2 separate regions of the Ovis aries genome follow, and region 1 is linked to region 2. Evidence: chromatin contacts called from public Hi-C data. All regions are on one chromosome and are shown on one strand. Each heading gives the region's core, a stretch centred on a gene start, on an enhancer-like site or on the middle of the called end of the contact. The rest is flanking DNA. Distances are from core to core; before and after follow the strand shown.

What was found. A called contact is a pair of places that touch in the nucleus more often than the background predicts.
Region 1: a Hi-C map of hypothalamus shows a contact between it and region 2, with 2.9 times the contacts expected there. The contact joins the enhancer-like site here to the promoter of NADK2 in region 2. A contact is called at or near these places in 6 of 16 Hi-C or Micro-C datasets (hypothalamus, liver, mixed tissues and 2 more).

Annotation. Positions count from the first base shown.
Region 1 is chr16:38,214,060-38,217,074 of ARS-UI_Ramb_v3.0, reverse strand. SKP2 (S-phase kinase associated protein 2) reads left to right here. Exons shown (of 11, transcript XM_042233865.2): 6 at 441-539; 7 at 1,758-1,888. Among named protein-coding and RNA genes, the nearest start is that of SKP2, 21 kb to the left of the region's middle. Within about 2 kb of position 1,499, at least 2 of the 54 cell types and tissues checked have an H3K27ac peak or open chromatin away from gene starts, as enhancers often do. A contact at or near this core is called in hypothalamus, where this site is marked.
Region 2 is chr16:38,146,707-38,149,631 of ARS-UI_Ramb_v3.0, reverse strand. NADK2 (NAD kinase 2, mitochondrial) reads right to left here and starts at 1,573. Exons shown (of 12, transcript XM_027980116.2): 1 at 1,182-1,573. The coding sequence starts at 1,481.

The DNA.
Region 1 (3,015 bases), core at 250-2,749, 68 kb before region 2:
GGCAATTTGAGAGACATTTAATTGAAAGAACCTGGTGGCTTTATAAGTAGACGTTTACTTACAAACTAATTACAATTGTGGGTGAAATAGAAATATGTTTAGGTCATTGGTGGGTTCTTTGTTTTTCAGTTTTTAAAAGTACATTGGTAAGTGTTTTGTGTAGTTACTCTCTGTGCTGGACACTGTGCTGAGGCCTTTATTACATTATATCATTTAATTTTAACAACACTACCAAGAAGATACTGATACTTGCCATTTCACAGATGAGTAAACTAAGGCAAAGCATCCTACTTGGTGTCATCTAGATGGTAAGATGTGAATTTAAACTCACTTCTGACTCAAAGGCCTGTGTGCTTGTAACTGCCTCCCTTAGCTTCATTCTTATTTATTAAATAAGAGGATCTGGTTAGTACTGTTACAACTTTGTCCTCTTTTTCCAGCAATCTTGCTCAGAACACAAATTTACTGCGACTAAACCTTTCTGGGTGTTCTGGATTCTCTGAATCTGCCCTGAAGACTTTGCTGAGCAGCTGTTCCAGGTAGGAGAGATTAGAGATTTGATTTTAGAACTGTGATTTCAAATATACAGTATCTTTCATATCAAGATAGAGTCAGGTAACATTTTTAAGCTTTCCTAACTCTTTGAGCTCTTGATTTGGAGAACTCAGTACCCTTTATCATCCAAACTTTCTGTCCAAACTCAGGAGCCAAATCGATGAAGTTTGCAAAGATTGCTTGTGTTGTGATCCTTTTTTGTTTTTCCTTTGGCTTATTAAAATAAGGAAAATGTGGTAATGTGTTTATCAACAGTATGTACAAAGAGTATCTATTTATACCCGACTATACTGTCAGGCTTTTTTCCCTGTAATGTCTGTAGACCTAACTTAACAGTTTTGACTATTTATTTATCAAAAGTTTGTTATTGCAAAATACACCATGAATCTGGGTGATTCCATTTAAAACATCTTTTATACTAGGTAGTAATTAATGTCTAATGTCAGAATATAAAGGTCACAGAGTTACAGAAATGAATAAGTGAGTGGGGACATGATTCACAGAATACCCAGTGTTGTGTGTGTCCTTTTTAATATCCCTTGGTCTCTGTGCTAATAGCTTTGTACTTATTTCTCCTTAATGATCTTATAGAAAAGATTGTTTTTGTGTAAGAATGTTACCAATGAGATAAAATGGTAGCCCTACATTTTCTCAGCAATGCCAGGAATGGGATGTATAATGTAGAGGTTGGACTTTTCCTTTGAAGCCCTCATTTACTTAGTTAGCAGAGGCCCAGTAAGATAAAGTGAATTTTTGCGATGTCGGCATCTCTTTATTGGGAATTCCTGGTACAACATATCAGTTTTTTAAAACATCTCAAGCTCAAGCTCATACTGTTAGTTGTTTTCGTACAACCCACGTGGTTGAGAAAGAAAGCATAGAAGCTAGAATTTCTCCTAGTCCTGGAATGAGGTATGAGCAGGAGAGGCGAGCACTTCCCTTGTCTTCCAGAAGAGGGCAGCATTCACTAAGCCCTTGGCTCATATCCCCTGGCAACTTTCTGGAACAAACTGGACCGAGATGGAGAAAGCAGTTTCAGGTGAGCAAATGTAGCTGCTTAGAGAAGCTGAGGTTTTATGCAGAAAATGGTAAGGAATCAATGGCCCTGTATTTTCTTGATTTGCAGCTTTAGGCAGGGTTTCATAGAAAATTCATTGTGGGTAATGGTTTCATGCTTTCCTTGTCATCCCTCTTACGTGCAGATTGGATGAACTGAACCTCTCTTGGTGCTATGATTTCACTGAAAAGCATGTACAGGTGGCTGTTGCACATGTGTCAGAGACTATCACCCAGCTGAATCTCAGCGGGTACCGAAAGAATCTGCAGAGATCAGGTAAGACCCTCTGGGCTGTTGGGCCCTTAACAACAGCAGTCCCAACAATAACAGCAGGTTTGATTTCTCGAGCATCTCCTAGGCGTGATCCTCCATAAACTGTCTCATTTAATCCAGTGTGTGTGTGTGTGTTCCTATTCCTGTTTTTCAGATGAGCTAACGGCTAGCTGATCAGAAGGGTCAGTGAGGTAAATGCAGACAGCTAGTGGGTTAGTGGCAAGATTTGAATCCAGAATGCATGAGTGAAACCCTTTATACTTAAAAGCAATTTATGTTTAAGCAGAAGAGCTTCTTTTATTTAACTAAATTATTTAGGTTAAAACCCAAACATAAAAATTGAGGGATGCAGTGTTTGATTAGTATTAAGCAGTGGTTCTCAACTGGGGACAGTTTTGCCTGCAAGAGGACATTTGGCAAGGTCTGGAAACATTTTTGATTGTCACAGCTGTGGGGTTACTGGCATCTAGTGGGTAGAAGCATCTGCCCACTAGATGCCATCTACACACTGGCCTCTAGTGGGTAGAAGCCAGGAATGCTGGTGAACAACGCACAGGACGGCAGAATAACACATAAAAAAGAATCTGGTCCTAAATGTCAATACTGCCAAGGTTGAAAAACCCTGTAAGAAACCCTCTGAGTTCATACTTATAACTTTTTTCAGTTCAGTCTAAGAGGACAGTGGGGTTTTTCAGATGAATACGGGCATTTAAAATCAAGGGTGATGTGTGACAGTTAAAGTCTTTAAAAGCCTGAACTTTCAGTTATGTGTGCTTTATTTGTCTAATATTGACAGAATCTTGATTTGCAAAGGTAAGTACCAATGGCAAAGGTTTTCTTTATTATTGAAGTGTAGTTGTTGTACAGTAATATATAAGTTACAGGTGTAGAAGAGTGATTTACAATTTTTAAAGGTTATATGCCACTTAGAGTTGTTATAAAATGTTGGCTGTATTCCTCATGTTGTACAATCCTTGTAGCTTATTTTATGCTTAGTAGTTTGTATCTCTTAATCACCTTCCCCTTTATTGCCTTAATCCCTCTCCTGTTCCTTCTCCCCACTGGTAACCACTAGTTTGTCCTCTGTATCTGTGAATCTGCTTCTTTATTGTTATATCTATTAGTTTGCC
Region 2 (2,925 bases), core at 324-2,823:
GATTACGGTTATAGGCAATTAATTCCAAAGTCTTTTGGGGTGGTGTCAACAATTAAGAGATTTCCAATGGAGATTTTTCCAGATATACTGTTCATCATAGAAAACATCATTTTCCTTTTCCTAAAGTGGGGGTGGGCATGAGATCAGATGCTTCAAAAATAAGAGTGAAAGTAGGTAATATTCACCACCTTAGTGAAGTCGCTCAGTCGTGTCCGACCCCATGGGCTATAGCCCACCAGGCTCCTCCATCCATGGGATTCTCCAGGCAAGAATACTGGAGTGGGTTGCCATCTCCTTCTCCAGGGGATCTTCCGGACCCAGGGGTCGAACCCAGGTCTCCCGCATTGCAGGCAAATGCTTTAACCTCTGAGCCACCAAGGAAGCTTAGGTGTATTTATTTACTTTGCAAAGATATTAAACACCTATACCAAACATAGTCTGTTGTGCAGGCATTACTACATTATAGACATTTACCTGCCTTGGTTTGGACCTTTCTATTTAATAACATACATTCAAAGTCAAATTTCTCCCTTGCTCTTCCTAGCACGGGAGACACGTGAGCTTTTAAAGCAAACTCCTAGAATCTTGTCTGAGGACCACGTTCCAGCACGGAAAAGGCTCAAGCCGACTGGCTCTCCGGAGTGACCCAGGCCTGGCAGTCGTGCCCCGTAAAAGGGGGTGTGTCCGCGGTACCAGAGCCCTCTTTTCCGCTGCCCGCAGCGGCACCCAGAGGCCCCCTTTGCCCCCGGGGCGGCCTGGGGAGAGATTCCCAGAGCATCCAAGCTTCAGACCTACCTCACTCCGGGTTGTTTAAAGGGGGTGTGGGTGGCGAGGGCGCAAATGAATCCCCAAACCTCTCCCACAGTGGGAGTCCTTCTCCCACCCAAGGTTCCTACAGACGCCCCGGCTTGGGGGCGGGGGTCTTCGCACCAGCAATGAACCTGCCCCCCGCTCTCTCTCTCTAAACACACACACACGCTCGCGCGCGCACGCAGGAGAGGGGAGCCTACAAGCGAAGCCGGAGGGAGTGGAGGGTAGCGTGTAGGGCAGGCCTGGCATCTAGGATGCCCTGGGAAGAAGGGTTGTCCCGAGAGGTCTCGCCCGAGGGGGCGCGGCCGGCCCCCCAAAGTCGCGGCCCGGGGCCCGGCCGAGACACAAGAGCGGGGGCCGCCGGGACCCACCAGCTGCTTCAGGTCCTCCTCCGAGAGCTCCGCGTAACGATATCGCTGCTGCTCGAACTCGTACCGGGTGGTTTTGGCCACCACCACCACCCGGGACGGGCGGAAGCCGCCGTCGGGGCGGCTACCACAGCCCGCCAGCTCGCGCGGCTGCCCCTGCCCCAGGTGCCGCCGGCCGCCGCCTTCACCACCAAGCCACGGCCGCGCGCCGGGGCCTCCCGCGCCCGGCCCCCTGAGCGCCGCTGCCCGGCCCCCAGCCACGCGACAACAGCTGCCCAGCAGGAAGCCTCGGTAACAAGTCATCGTCGGCCCGGCAGCGGCTGCAGGCCTCGGCTCCCCGCCGGCAGCACTGCGTGCCGTCCGCGCCGCCCCTGCCTCCGGGTTCCCGCCAGACTGGCAGAGGTTAAGTGCACAGCAGTGCGTGGCCCGCGCCGCGCGGGGGACGTGCCCAGACGTTGACGGGGGCGGGGAAAGCCGGGCGATTGGGAGTCGGAGGAGCCCACGAAAAAGGTGGGCGGGGGAAAGGGGGAGGCCTCCCAGTGGTGAGGCTGTGTTTGTTTGGGTATCCTTCACCAGCCACGCCTGCGCAGTGGCCACTTCCCCGCCCGGGGACCGACCTCCAGCTCCACCCCTTTACCCCGCGTCTGCACCCGCCCCCGACCAGGCCAACTCTGTGAGGCAATCAGAACCCTCAGCGGTTTTGGAGGCCGAGGAGCTTCGGGGATTGGCTGCGGCCGGGGGAAGGGCTGGAATTCTATTTGGTGTAGGAGCTGCACCCTGCTGGAACTGATCTGAGGTGGCGCTGGGCTTGCGAATGCGGTTTTAAGCGCCTGGCGGGAAAGCATGTGCAGCCGCAACTCCTTGCTGTGGATTCTGTTTCGTTATTGCAGATAGACCCTTTGTTCCTTCCTGCAGTATTGCGTGGCTAATTTAGTGTCCGGCTCCGGGCTAGGGTTTGAAGAGACAGACTCAGGAATCGCTCCCCTTATTTGCGGGGCCTACTGCAGAATGAAAACGCAGAGTCCCTTGTTCAGAAATTGTTAAGAATTGCAAGGGAGAAAGAGAGCAGTAAGCCGAGTACCAGGTTCGGCTAAGCATGGGACCCTGTGGGGCTGCGCAGGTGGCAGCTACTGCTGCTGCTAAGTCGCTTCAGTCGTGTCCGACTCTGTGCGACCCCATAGACGGCAGCCCACCAGGCTCCCCCGTCCCTGGGATTCTCCAGGCAAGAACACTGGAGTGGGTTGCCATTTTCTTCTCCAGTGCATGAAGGTGAAAAGAAAAAGTCGCTCAGTCGTGTCTGACTCTTAGCGACCCCATGGACTATAGCCCATCAGGCTCCTCTGTCCATGGGATTTTCCAGGCAAGAGTACTGGAGCGGGATGTCATTGCCTTCTCTCCAACTGCTAACCAACAAAAAAAAAACTATAACCTCTTCCTACCCTCCCCCCGCCGCGCTGGGGGCGGGGGCGGGGTTAGCCTTTGAGAAAAAGGTTGATGGATAGACGAGTCTGGCCAAGTGGAACATTTCTAGATGGGGAGATACGGTTTTAAAAGTAGATAGGGAAAGAGTGAAGGGTTAAGAATGTTAATAATTTGGATCTTACTCTGTAAGCAGTGAAGGGAAAGTCGCTCAGTCATGTCCGACTCTTTGAGACCCCATGGAATAGTCCATGGAATTCTCCAGGTCAGAATATTGGAGTGGGTAGTTCCCTTCTCCAGGGTATTTTCCCAACCCAGAGATGGAACC